Regions from separate parts of the Mus musculus genome. Here region 2 is linked to region 1. The links are chromatin contacts, called in public promoter capture Hi-C maps. All regions are on one chromosome and are shown on one strand. Each heading gives the region's core, a stretch centred on a gene start, on an enhancer-like site or on the middle of the called end of the contact. The rest is flanking DNA. Distances are from core to core; before and after follow the strand shown.

Region 1 (7,374 bases), core at 2,062-4,561:
CTATCAAAGACTAGTTGGAATTTTAGGTTTGGCCATTGACAAATCTGTCATATATATATATTTTAACCCGTTTTCTCTTTTTCTTTGTCTTACAACTTTATAAGTTTACCCTAGCTCACCGATTATACCAAACGGGGCCAACCAGCTGCAGCTTGCTGATCTGTTATGTAGTCCAGACCAGTGTTTCACTGATCAATCAATGTGTCTGATTAAATAAGGGATTACATGATTAGGCCCTACTAGACCTCTCCCATTACTTCAAATCTTTTACAAGCAACCTCTGTTGTAGTTCGAATGTGAATTGTCTCCCATAGGCTCGTATGTTTCAACACTTGGCCCCCACTGGGGGTGAAGTCTGGGAAGGTCATAGAGCCTTTGTGAGGGGGATCCTGGCTGGGATAAGTCATTGGGGAGGGCTTTGAGGTTGATTTTAATGTAATATTTAAAATTTATTCTTTGAGAATGTCATACATGCATACAATGTATTTTGAGCATATTAACCTCTCCCTAGTACCCACTTCTGTTGCTCCAGGAGCCTTCTCCCCATGTCTACCAACCCCATGACCCCTCTGTCTCCTCTCCTTCCTCCTCTACCACCTCCTCCTGAATATAATCCACAGAATCTACCTAGTGGTGCCTGTAAATGCATGGATTTGGGATGATCCACTGGAACACAGAAAACCTACCAGGGGTCACACGTCCAGGGTAATAATTCTCCTGCAGCAGCTTTTATTGATAGTTCCGCAGTTAGGGGCGGGGCCTCTTCAGCTCCTCCTTCAGGGCTGGAATGTTGTTTGCCATGGACTTGTACAGGTCTTGGGCAGGTAATGACAGAGGCTACTGTGAGTCCGTGCATGCCCCGTGTCTATTACGTTCAGGAGACACAGTTACACGGCAATCCTCCCTGACCTCTGGCTCTTACAGATTTTCCATTGTTCTTCCTTCTGCATTGTTCTGAGAAGCTTGCAGGAAGAGAGTGTGGTATAGCTGTGGCATTAGGGCTAAGATGAGCCATTTATGTTTTTGCTACTTGAGCATTTGTGAGTCTCTGTATTAACTGCTCTCCATTGCAAACAGAAGCCTCTCGGCTGAGAGCTGCATTGATCTGTGGGTATGAAGACAGGGGTTGTTTGACAATATGTCTATTCAGTGAGGTAATAGAAATAGGCTCTTCCTTAGGACCTGTGGCCTCCATAACCCTGGTTCTTGGTCAGGTCTGTAGTACCAGGTATGGCTTCCCTTCAATGGAGCAGGCCTTAAATCCAATAAAAAGTGGTTGGTTATCTCCATTAGCATTCTGCTATTTCTCCACTGGGCATAGACTGCTTCCAGGTCTGTTGCTATTGTAGCTCACAGGGTTCATAGTGTAACACTGTTGATTATGTTTCTCCCTCAGCAGCCTGCAGAACCTCTTTTGGCACTATGAAAGTTAGCCCCAGAAAGGTCACAGGCTGCATGTCCTGCAATTAAGTGTGTCATATCAGCAATAGGGTCGTACCACCAAGTTCTGGTGGACAACAAAGAGCAATGCCAAAGCTTGTATTTTTTGGGGGGGGGTGGTGGTGGTGACAGTCTCTGGGACCTTACTTGACTGACAGCTTGAAGAAAAGTATCCCACCCCAGGCTTTTTGCCCTAAATGGCTTTTGTGAGGTCTTAGTTAGGGTTTTACTGCTGTGAACAGACACCATGACCAAGGCAACTCTTAAAAGAACAAACGTTTAATTGGGGCTGGCTTACAGGTTCAGAGGTTCAGTTCATTATCATCAAGGCAGGAACATGGCAGCATCCAGGTAGGCATAGTGTAGGAGGAGCTAAGAGTTCTACATCTTCATCTGAAGGCTGCTAGCAGAATACTGGCTTCCAGGCAGCTAGGATGAGGGTATTAAAGCCCATGCCCATAGTGACACACCTACTCCAACAGGGCCTCACCTATTCCAACAGGGACACACCTCCTAATAGTGTCACTCCCTGGGCCAAGCATGTACAAACCACCACAGGTAGGGTATTATCCTTGCCATGCAGAGTAACTCGATGTCAGCTGTTTTTGTTTTTGCTTTGTTTTTGTTTTTTAATGCAACTTTTGGAAAGCTTATAAAATAGTAAACTTCCATACCTATTTAGTGTTTGCACTCTGGGTGCAGATGTGATATGACCATCGAGTCTTGCTCCTGAGCCTGTGTCATCTCACTAGGATAGGCTGTATCTCTCTGAAACTGTCAATGGGAATAAGCCCTATCTCCAAGAAGTTGCCTTTTCGGATGGGCCATGGTATTTTATCACATCAACTGGAAAATAAATGAAGACAGCTTCTCTTTTTTTTTTTGAGATTTATTAATGTTATGCATTACAAGTACACCATAGCTGTCTTCAGACACACCAGAAGAGGGCATCGGATCCCATTACAGATGGTTGTGAGCCACCATGTGGTGGCTGAGAATTGAACTCAGAACCTTGGGAAGAGTAGTCAGTGCCCTTAACTGCTGAACCATCTCTCCAGCCCTGAAGACAGCTTCTTATGTTTATTTCCCACACCATCTTAAGTCTTGATGTCTGTAGTGGATTTGCATCTAGAAATAACATGCATGAGTCCTTGAAGTGTGGAGCCATTTCTACACAGTGGCGTCTTTTCACACTGTCAGTTTTTCTACTCCAGTCAAGCAGAGGAGACAGTCCTATGTTGAGTCAGCAATTTTAAATTAGTTTGGGAGGAACAATTACAAGACTATTTAGACAACAACAAGCTGGCCCTACACAGCACCTATTTGTCTCTCCCCTAAGATATAAAGTCCTTGTTCCCAGGCTGGTTTTAATCAAACATCTGGCAAACCCAGTGTCACTGCAGCAAACGGGAGATGAGAACATTGCGATTAGCATAGCTTTTTAATTTCCTCTTTGCCTACCACATTTGCATATAACCCCCTGGGAGGCCATCTTATTTTCTCCATGGTGCTTTATCTCAACAATTGTTATCAGTCCCGCTAGGAACCTTTCATAGGTGCTCGGGAACAGGAGGAGGAATAATAATGGCTTTCTCTGAGAATTTTCATCTCTGGTGATTCAAGTCTTCACTCTGTTTCTGTTATAAACTCTTATCACAGGAAACAATAGGAACTAAATTTGAAGCACAGGCTGCCCCCGTGTCTCAACACTCTTAAAAAAAAACGCTCGACTCTTTTCATTAATCAATAATTGTGATACCAAGCATTTTTTTTTTGCTATTGTTAATTAAAACAATATATTTACGTGTGTCTGTGCACACCCATGCCAAAGTGTGCCTGGGGAGGTCAGAGGACAACTTGTAGGTATAGGTTCTCTTGTTCTATTGTGTGGGTTCTGGAGACTAGACTCAAGGGGTTAGGCCTGGGGACAGGCACCTTTACCCACCGAGCCATCTCGACAGCCCCTCATTCTTTCTGTTCTGTGAACTCTATACATTCATTCATTTACTTAGGAGACAAACGTTAAGCGTCAGGTCAGTCAACAAGGTCCACCCACATTTCATTTCTTTACGCGATTTAGCTGGGTGTGGTGGCCCATACTTGTAGTCACAGGACTCCAGAAGGTAAGGCAGAGGGATCCAGCGTTTGAAGCCAACTTGAACTAAGTGAGTTCTGTGCTAACCTGAGCTTCACAGAGACTTTTTATCAGCCAAACCAAACCAAACCAAACCAAACCAAACCAAACCAAACCAAACCAAACCAACAAAACCCTAAGTCAAATTAAATCGAAGCCTAACCAGGCCAGGTGTCAAATTTCCACTAGGTGTCACTGCTGTACCCCGAATTAGCCAAATACAGGCACAGACTGAGAGAAATCTATCTGCAAATTCACTTCCATGACTTTTTCCTCTTTTTTATTGGATATATTTTTTTAATTTACATTTCAAATGTTATCCCCTTTCACGGTTTCCCCTTGGGGACCCCCATTCTACCCCCTCTCTGCTTCTATGAGAATGTTCCCACCCACTCATCCACTCTCACATCCCTGTCCTGGCATTCCCCTACACTGGGGCACCCAGCCTTCACAGAGCCAAGTGCCTCTCTTTCCACTGATGCCCAGCAAGGCCATCCTCTACTACATATGTGGCTGGAGCCATGAGTTCCTCCATGTGTACTCTTCGGATGGTGGTTTAGTCCCTGGGAAATCTTGGGGGTCTGGTTGGTTGATATTGTTGTCCTTCCTATGGGGTTGCAAACTGTTAGTTTGTTAGTGGGATGACAAGGAAGAAAAGGCTAGTCACTTCTATATAATTTTGTATAAGCTGTCACTTGCAACTTTTGTTCATATGGCAAAATATCTTAATTGAGAAGCTAACTCAATAGTAATGTTTATTTTTTTTTAGAAAAACAACTGCAGTGATTTGAGTATGCCTAGCCCATAGAGTGGCAGTATTTTTAGGTGTGGCCTTGTTGGAGTAGGTGTGGCCCTGTTGGAGTAGGTGTGTCACTATGGGCATGGGTTTTAAGACCCTCATCCTAGCTGCCTGGAAATCAGTCTTCCACTAGCAACCTTCAGATGAAGCTGTAGAACTCTCAGCTCCTCCTGCACCATGCCTGCCTGGATGCTGCCATGTTTCCCACTTGATGATAATGGATTGAACCTCTGAACCTGTAAGCCAGCCCCAATTAAATGTTGTTCTTATACGAGTTGCCTTAGTCACGGTGTCTGTTCATAGCAGTAAAACCCTAACTAAGACAACAAGCAAAAGGAATATACAAAGATAAAAACTTAGAGGATGCAAAAAGTTAAGCAAATGATATAAACAGACTTTAGGAAATGCTAGATTTTGATAATTTTTTAAAATGAAGATAACTATTATTGATGGACATGATGGTTCAATCCCGCATTCCCAGCAATCTAGAGGCTGTGATATGAGAACCATCATGAGTTCAAGGTCAGCCCGGGCTATCTAGCAAGTTCCAGATTAACTTGGGCTATAGAATGAGACCTTGCCTCCCAAATTTTCTCTTAAAAAAAAAAGCAATTACTTTAACAATTAGGCAACATTCTGTCTTGAAAGAAAATGGAAGCTTTTGATCACGACTCAAAGATCTAAGCCTCACTGCCACGACTGCAGGGCTGGAGTAGCTCCCAAGCAGCCTGTGCTCTGGGGGGCTGTTCACAAGAGCTATATGATGCTGACGATGAAAAAAGAACACGCAAGACATAGGCTGGAGAAGGCGCAGCGACAGCGAGACCGCGATGGTTATGTCCATCTTCACGGTGTGTGTGTGTGTGTGTGTGTGATCAGTCAGGTGAAGGGAAGCAACAGGGAATGTTCCTCCCTAAACACTGCCATCCGTTTTAGGCAGCCATGGGAGTCACACTATGGGCAGCACCCCTTGTCCCTGTGAGCATGAAGCCACAAGTAGGGCCTTATGGGACGGAGTTGCAGGGTCCGAGGCAATGACTCATCGTGAGGAAAGACACACCTTCCAGAAGCAAGGACGAAGAAAGAAGGGTATTATATGTCCAGTCTACTATTTATACCCTTCTGGTTTGCAGTTAAATTGTGACTTCAGTCATTTGGTTATGGTAACAGAAGCTCTGTTGGAGTTAAAGACTCCTTTATTAAAAAAAAAAAAAACAACCCACAAGGTAAACAAACCTATGCGTTCTCATATTTACCTGTAATTCTGCATCTTGCTAATCCAAATAGTCCATTAGGGCTGGATGAACCATAAATAAAACTAAAATTTCTCATGAGTAAGTAAAGGGTGGCTAGTATTTTCATGAAAAATGCGCAACACGAAATGATGTTGAATTTTTCCGCACTTAGAGCATGCATTAAAAAGTACTGCTATACTTGAGTGTTTTAAAATTCTTTTTACGTTTTTCCCCCAATTTTTTATTAGATATTTTCTTCAGTTATATTTCAAATGCTATCCCGAAAGTCCCCTATACCCTCCCCCCACCCTGCTCCTCTGCCCAAACACTCCCACTTCTCGGCCCTGGCGTTCCCCTGTACTGGGGCATATAAAGTTTGCAAGACCAAGGGGCTTCTCTTTCCAATAATGGCCCACTAGGCCATCTTCTTCTACATACAGCTAGAGACATGAGCTCTGGGAGTACTGGTTAGTTCATATTGTTGTTCCACCTATAGGGTTGCAGACCCCTTCAGCTCCTTGGGTACTTTCTCTAGTTCCTCCATTGGGGGCCCTGTGTTTCATCCAATAGATGACTGTGAGCATCCACTTCTGTATTTGCCATGCACTGGCATAGTCTCACATGAGACAGCTATATCAGGGTCCTTTCAGCAAAATCTTGCTGGCATATGCCTGGGTTTGGTGGCTGATTATGGGATGGATCATCAGGTGGGGCAGTCTCTGGATGGTCCATCCTTTCGTCTCAGCTCCAAACTTTGTCTCTGTAACTCCTTCCATGGGTATTTTGTTCCCTATTCTAAGGAGGAATGAAGTATCCACATATTGGTCTTCCTTCTTGATTTTCTTGTGTTTTGTATCTTGGGTATTCTAAGTTTCTGGGCTAATATCCACTTATCAGTGAGTGCATATAAAGTGAGTTCTTTTGTGATTGGGTTACCTCACTCAGGATGATGTCCTCCAGATCTACCCATTTGCCCAAGAATTTCATAAATTCATTGTTTTTAATAACTGAGTAGTACTCCATTGTGTAAATGTACCACATTTTCTGTATCCATTCCTCTGTTGAGGGACATCTGGGTTCTTCCCAGCTTCTGGATATTATAATTAAGGCTGCTATGAACATAGTGGAGCATGTGTTCTTATTACCAATTGGGGTATCTTCTGGGTATATGCCCAGGAGAGGTATTGCAGGATCCTCTGGTAGAACTATGTTCAATTTTGTGAGGACCCACCAGACTGATTTCCAGAGTGGTTGTACAAGCTTGCAATCCTACCAACAATTGAGGAGTGTCCATCTTTTTCCATATCCTCGCCAGTATCTGCTGTCACCTGAGTTTTTGATCTTAGCCATTCTGACTTGTGTGAGGTGGAATCTCAGGGTTGTCTTGATTTGCATTTTCCTGATGATTAAGGAAAGAAACACAAGCAGTCATCAATAGTCTCCCAACAAACAAACAAACAAACAAACAAGCCCAGGACAAGATGGGTTTAGTGCAGAGTCCTTTCAGACCTTCAAAGAAGACCTATTTCCAACTCTCCTCAAGCTATTCCACAAAATAGAAACAGAAGGTACTCTACCTTCTAATTCATTCTATGAAACCACAATTACTCTGATACCTAAACCACACAAAGATTCAACAAAGAAAGAGAACTTCAGACCAATTTCCCTTATGAATATCGATGCAAAAATACTCAATAAAATCCTCGAAAACCGAATCCAAGAACACATCAAAACGATCATCCATCATGATCAAATAGACTTCATCC
Region 2 (6,986 bases), core at 183-2,682, 520 kb after region 1:
AAGTGGATGAGCCTGGGACTGAGAGGAAAGGTTGGAAGGGCAGGCAGGGAGATGTGAACTTGGTGCATTGCTGACACTAAAACCCAAGAGAATCGTTGGATCTCTGAGAAAGAATGCAGAGTAACTGAAAAGGAAGGAGTTTGGGACTCTCCTTCCCAGGCACCTAGTTATGACTTCATTTAAGATATTTTTGCATTTCTTTAAAGCCCAGAGAGATGTTTTTAATACCAAGAAATATGATCTCTAAGTAGGAAGAAGCCCAGCTTAGGGATGAACTGGACCTAGAACCCAAAGCTCCCGGCGATTATGTAAAGAACATGCTGTAAGGTGTGGAGACTATCAAGGAACATGGAAAGAGTGCCACCATTCGTGATTTCTCCCAGCCTGAGGGGAGTCAGGCTATGCCCACAGTTGGCAACATAGTTCAGAACGAGGCCAGATTCCAGGAGGGGTTTCATCCAACACTCCGGTGTTCTTTGCCCGTCCTTTGTGACGTAGGACATCATTTCATTTTTTCCACATAGCTTAGAAAATGAAAAGTCCTAGAAGCACCTTAACATAAATTAATATTTTTATCCAAATATGTATTAAGTGGATCGATACAAACAAACCAGGCTTTCTCTGCTGACCTCCCAAAACACAGATTGAACTGAAAGCATAGACTCTGGCTAAGTGGCTGTGTGACCTTGATGAAGCCGGTTCTTTCCCTAACGCCTCTCAGTTCTTATAACTCAGTAGTTATCATTAAATAACGTTGAAGCCATCTCTGTATTTAACTTCAAATTCTAAGAGAAAGCCATCCTACAGTAGGTTTAAACACGTGCACACCACACACACACATACACACATGCACACACACACACACACACACACACACACACACACACACTCAGAGTTCAATGTTTGCTACTGGAAGTTAGGGACTGTGGGATATGTAATAGCCTGGCTTCCTCCTTTCTCAGCTTGCTTTAGAGATTAGAGGTGTCTACCTGGGACTATTAAATGTTTGGAATACCGAATCTACCACTCCCCATCTGAGACACAGGTTGAATCCCAATCCTGTGACATGGGAGGATGTGGCTTTTTGCTTGTGTGCAATGCAGTAAATGGCAGGTTTGATTTACAAGACGTTACAGAAATGCAGCAAAAAGAAAGGAGAAAGTGGGAAGGAAGGAATTTATGGGGAGGAGGAAGCAAGGCAGAACCAAGACAGAGTTAAGAAATCAAAAGGTGAGTTAAATGCAATTACAAGATGGGGAGGGGCAGGGGACATCTGCAGAAGGGACAGGAGCCAGTCAGACTGGGGGCGGAGGTGGCCTGGCTGCTGACTTGGTAAGCAGGCACCAGGTGGAGGAGGGGAGCAGGAGGGAGGGACTTGGCAAAGGGCAAGGGCAGGCAACACTTAAAAGGGGAATGACCCTAGGTGGTTAATGCCACTAGTGACCTCCGATACCCAGGGCAGGAGGCACAGGAGGGGAGAAAAAAAATCCTTTGCAGCGTCCCAGGTTACAGAGGGAGGAACATTCATTGACTTGAAGGGTGCAGCGGTCATGTGCGAGCTCTATAGCAAGCAGGACACCCTGGCGCTGAGGGAGAGGCACATCGGGTAAGTGCAAACTGCTGGCAGAAAGGGGCGGTGGGAGAGATGGAGTAGCCACACCCACACCCACCGGGCTGGAAGCAGCTGCCTATAGGGACCTATGAGCTCTCCCTCCGAAACAGAGCAGCATGTGGTTGGAGGAGATGGCTCTCAGAGTCCTATAAGAGGGTATCCAGCCAAGGGAAATGAGCACCGGGAGCAAGATGGGGAGCTTTCCCCCACGCCCATCAACTCTACAGCGGAACTCAGACATCATGTGATTGATGCCTCCCCAAAGAAACTCATTCTGACAACTTTTGTTTAAAGTTGTTAAAGTGAACTTTTTCCCCCGGGCAAAAGTGAGGCTGCAGAGGGTTTCAACAGCTAATGGAAAAACTTAAATCACATATATATATATATATATATATATTTTTTTTTTTTTTTTAAAGGGGGGAGCACTTTACAGCTTCCTGGTCTCCCAAGCTGTGTCCTCATGATGACTTAGTTCTCCTGGCTTTTGTTTCATCTGTGTCTATGCATTCTTAGTATAACAGTGTGTATAAAAGACTGGCCTGAACTCTGCTTCTAGTAAGGTATCTTGTTACCTATGTCACGCCTGCCAAATCATATTAACAACATCCTAGGAGCAAATGAGTTAATATTTTGTGCCTGGGTTGTTTTTTTTTTTTTAAGACAAAACAAACATCGTACGAAAGATGACTGTGCCCTAATCCTGTAGGAACAGCTGTCTACAGTGTGTGTATATACCTGCTGCTGCTAAGGAATGTACTGACCAAGGTCCACAGAGTGGCTCTGCCTGCTGTAGCAAAAGGACATACAGACCAAGGCATAAGGGGAAGAAGCAGTGTATTCTGGGAGAAAGGCTGGTCAGGTACCCCACTTCCACCAGGAAGGCTCTAGGATGTTGAGAGGACCAACACCTCTCTCACAATAACCCAAATTCCTCCTTCATTCACTGATTGCAGCCTTTTCTAACTAGATTCCTTCAGAAACATAATTTCTGAGAGAAAATGGCAAAGTTTGTGGAAGGAAATGTAGTATGGAGTGTGGGGCAGGGTAAGCTAGAATTTTACAGAAAGTCTGATGGCCACAGTATGCCTAAAGGGCAAGGAGAGCTCTGTAGTCTGTCAGTCAGACTCTGAGCTTTCTGTGTGGCTCCTAACTTATAGCTAACTACAAACTAACAGTTGAGGTTCAGCCAACAAGATGGTCTCATATATATTCTTTTTTTAATGTTAGTTGATGCTCTAAAAACTATATAAGCTAGGAAATGGGGTATAGCTCTCTGGCAGACTGCTTGTCTAACAAGTCATGGGATTCAATCCTCAATTCTACACATAAAACTACATCAACCTATACCACAGCCCTGTGCCACTTTAAAATTTGAGGTTACCCACTACTCCCAATAATCAAAACATTTTCTAAACAGTAAACACCTTAATCACTAGATATTACAAAATCTCCACAAACCCTATAGATCATTGGCTCTCAATTTCCTCAGGCCAAACCTTTTAATATAGTTCTTTATGTTGTGGTGATCCCCAGGCATAAAATTATTTTACAGCTACTTCATAATTGTAATTTTGTTGTCATGAATTTTGATGTAAATATCTGATATGCAACCTCTGTGAAAGGTGACACCCAAAGGGGTCCTGACCCACAGGTCACCGCTCTTGAATGTATACAGAATTCTTTAGTAGGCAAACACACCAAAATAAAAAATATAGCCACGCAGTGGTGGTATATGCCTTTAATCTTTTAATCCCAGTACTTGAGGCAGAGGCAGGCGGATCTCTGTAAGTTCAAAGCCAGCGTGGTCCACAGAGCGAATTCCAGGACAGTCAGAGCTACACAGAAAGCCAGTCTTGAAAAAAACACAAAAAGCCAAATAAACAAAAGTTCATATAGTTTTAGTTTTAGGTCTTCAAAGCTTGTTGAGTCAAGATTAGAAACCTCAGTAATATTTGTGTGTTGCTAATTTTTATGCTGTATATGTTCACAGAAATAACAGGAACTTATTTTGCTCACAGTAGCATTCCAGAACAAATTAATTTAAATATTTAAGATGGGAAACCATATAATTGATACAGGACAAGAGATATTCAAAATACATGAAAATCCCCTTTGGAATACTTTAAGTTATTTATAGTTATCTATTAATTTTCTTATCAAGTAATTTGAAAAGAGAGAGAGAAGGGGGAAATGGTTATAGGTATTACATGAGAAAATATTTATTAAGCTATATAGCAGCTGCTGACATAACAGAATGCCTATGTGGGGGTGTTCATTTTTATTCCAGTAGAATAAAATTTCCCAAAGGAAAAGTGAGTTTTAAGTAAGCAGATTCATGAGACACTGACGTAGACATGTGACCAATGACATCCACAGTGGATTAGGATGAAAGATTCCAAGCTAATATAAAATGAAAAAATAATGTAGTCACATGGCCCATGTTTTCCCTTTTCCTTATGTAACCGTAATTTTCCACAGACAGTTGACCTCCACTGAGAAGGAAAAATACTGAGTTGTCTGACCAAACTAAAAGGGTTTCCTTTGCCTATTTCTAGGCCCTCGTGCAAAATTTTCTTTGCCGCGGATCCCATCAAAATAATGCGAGCCCAGGGGCAGTACATGTTTGATGAGAAAGGCGAACGGTACTTAGACTGCATCAACAACGTGGCGCATGGTAAGCATCGAGGAAATTACCGCGGAGCCCGGCTCACCTCGGAAATTTCATGACGAATGTCCCTTTCCTCTGCTGAGTTGCGCTAAAAGGGGAAAGCTTCAGTAAAACAAGGAGCAAGGAGCCCAAATTCTTTTCTTTCCCTTCAGAATTTCCCTCTCCTCCAAAGCTCTTAGAATTGTCACTTCTTTACCTCCTACATTTTAGTGGGACACTGTCACCCAGAAGTGGTCAAAGCTGCCGCGAAACAGATGGAATTACTAAATACAAATTCTCGCTTCCTCCACGACAACATCATTGAGTTTGCCAAGCGCCTTACTGCCACCCTGCCTCAGGAGCTCTCCGTTTGCTACTTCACAAACTCCGGGTATGTGTCTGGTTTCTTGCATCCCTGCGGCCCCCTTCTCATCGGTGCACCTTTTCCATTTGATGAACCAAGAAAGACGTAAGGAGATTCTTGCCACTCACTGAGTGACCCTCATTAGGAGTGGACCTTTCTGAATCTTTTACTTTATTTCATGACTCTGAGCCTAATGGGATCCAGTGACGTCATCTTGTCACACAGTAAAATGGGTAATGAAAGCAGGCAGCCCACATAGTCATTAAATGCAGATTTCAGCAAATAAGTGACCCTACAAAAGAAGCTGTAATTTCGTAAGCTTTTTTTTTTCTCACTGACTTGCTTTCCTACAAAAACTGAGCATATTTTACCAGTGCAAACACAAGAAAATCCAAGCGAAGATACATTCCAACTTTTAAGTTCTGTAAGCACAAATGGTAATGTATCCATTCTGTGGGCAACGATAGAGATATCAAAAGGTGTGATTTGCAAATGCAAGCCCAGGAAGGTGTGAAGCTGAAAGTGTATGTTTGGGGGACGCTGTATGCAGCTTTGCTATTTTTAAAGTGATACAGCGTTTGGGATTTGATATTTAGAAAGCTATAATGTCTGATTGTTAGGATTTTCTGTGACTCTCTTTTCCAAAGGGTATTTTTTAGGGAGAGCATCATTGATTGCTTTGTTTTGTAATGAACTGGGGAGGCATTTGAGGGACCCCTGCTTGGTTACAAATCATTCTCACCTTTTAGAAATGAAATATAATATCTAGCTATCATTTCTAGAGAATTCTAGACTACCAAAGAGAGATGAATTCCAAACATCACTGTCCTTAGAGAATGTATGTGATGCTGCATACCCACTGCAAAAAAAAAAAAAAGTATCAAAGTCATTACAGGTGTCTTGTCTAAATCCTGACTCTTCCTCCATTGATGAGAAATCTCATTCTGGTTATTTGACCTCTCTGAGGCTGTTGCCCCACCCATAGGAAAGGAGATGGCAACATTCGCCTTGCAACATCATCGTGAGAATAAATAGAAGCAAACACACTGCCACAAGCATCCTCTGAATGACTGTTTCCTTTCTCCACTTAAGGAGAGTTTATTTAGACTCTGAACTAGGCAGAAAAACAGATGATCTTAATCTTACAGATAAGGAAACCAACCAAGCACTGAGCCAATGCACCTTGGTTGGACATCCAGGCTCAAGGGTGCTCCATCCCTCCAGAGACAGGGCTTATGGTGGGATTCTTAGTGTACTTAAAGCTAGTCATCCCTGATGCGACTGGGCTGGGTGAACTGGGGAGCATAGCTGCCATTCTTTAGGTTTCTGTTATGTGTCTTATTCCTTAATGGCTGTTACATATGTGTTACCAAGTTACAGGGAGAACTTCAGTGGGGCAGGATGGAGAGAGAAAGCAGCCTCCATTCCACATTATACATTCCTGAATAAATGCCAGTTTCCGATTTCTGTAACTCACACTGGGCCATTTTTAAAAGAGGCGGTCACTTTGTCCCTTCTCTGTGTTACCTCAATAGATCCGAAGCCAATGACTTAGCCTTACGTCTGGCACGGCAGTTCCGAGGCCACCAGGATGTGATCACCCTTGACCAGTAAGTCCTGGACAACAGGCTTCTAAAGAAGCAGCCCCCTTCAGAGCCAGAAGTGTACCAATCTGTACCAAACTCATCTCTACTAAGACCACAGGCACTTATGGAGGAGGGTGTTTCAAAATCACTCAAGAAGGTGCTGTGTAGAGCTTGAGTGCACTCTTTCTAGGCTAATTCACTCTCTCTAATCACTTTCCTGGGTGTCTTAATGACTGCAGCCTTGTAGGCTTGATGGGAATCTGGGTTGACATTTTACTTAGTAATTAACTACATATTGCAGCTAATGCTACCTCTACATAACTCAAGTGTTTCCAAACTAAAAACATAATTAATTTCTTTAAAATCCAAACATTCGCTTCACTATCATGATTATCTACTGTACTTGGTATTAAACACAGCCGTTTATAGCAAATTTAAAACTTTAGTTCTTTTTCATTTGATCACAACTACCAATGGTCATGTTAACTCTTAGCTCCCAAACATGATTGTTGATTTTAAACGAGAAACTTGGCATTCGTATTTACTAATGCTTTTAAAATTATCTCATCTACTCCCTCACCCCCTTAACCCACAGAGTGAAATTAAATATGTGACCTTATTTTGTGCCCTCCTGTAGACTTTCTTCAATGTGATGATTCATTTTCTATTGCTGCTTCATTTATTACTATAAGCTTATGGATTCAAATCAATACAAAACTATTGCCATAGATGTCATCAGAAAGCTAAAATAACTCACTGAGCTAAAATCAGGGCTAT

What was found. Promoter capture Hi-C pulls out the DNA fragments that hold promoters and counts their contacts.
Region 2: a contact with region 1 is called in a promoter capture Hi-C map of pre-B cells. The contact joins the promoter of Etnppl here to the enhancer-like site in region 1. A contact is called at or near these places in 17 of 39 promoter capture datasets (the 3T3-L1 cell line, Sertoli cells, cranial neural crest and 10 more), 1 of 15 datasets of contacts at CTCF or cohesin (large pre-B cells), 1 of 484 Hi-C or Micro-C datasets (bone marrow-derived macrophages), 1 of 115 datasets of contacts at active chromatin or transcription factors (embryonic basal ganglia) and 5 of 9 other capture datasets (adipose tissue, embryonic stem cells, liver and 2 more).

The regions. Positions count from the first base shown.
Region 1 is chr3:130,091,585-130,098,958 of GRCm38.p6, forward strand. No RefSeq gene overlaps it. Among named protein-coding and RNA genes, the nearest start is that of Sec24b, 34 kb to the left of the region's middle. Within about 2 kb of position 3,312, at least 1 of the 459 cell types and tissues checked has an H3K27ac peak or open chromatin away from gene starts, as enhancers often do. A contact at or near this core is called in pre-B cells, where this site is marked.
Region 2 is chr3:130,616,143-130,623,128 of GRCm38.p6, forward strand. It overlaps Etnppl (ethanolamine phosphate phospholyase), which reads left to right and starts at 1,433. Exons shown (of 13, transcript NM_027907.3): 1 at 1,433-1,606; 2 at 4,168-4,286; 3 at 4,491-4,650; 4 at 6,159-6,233. The coding sequence starts at 1,551.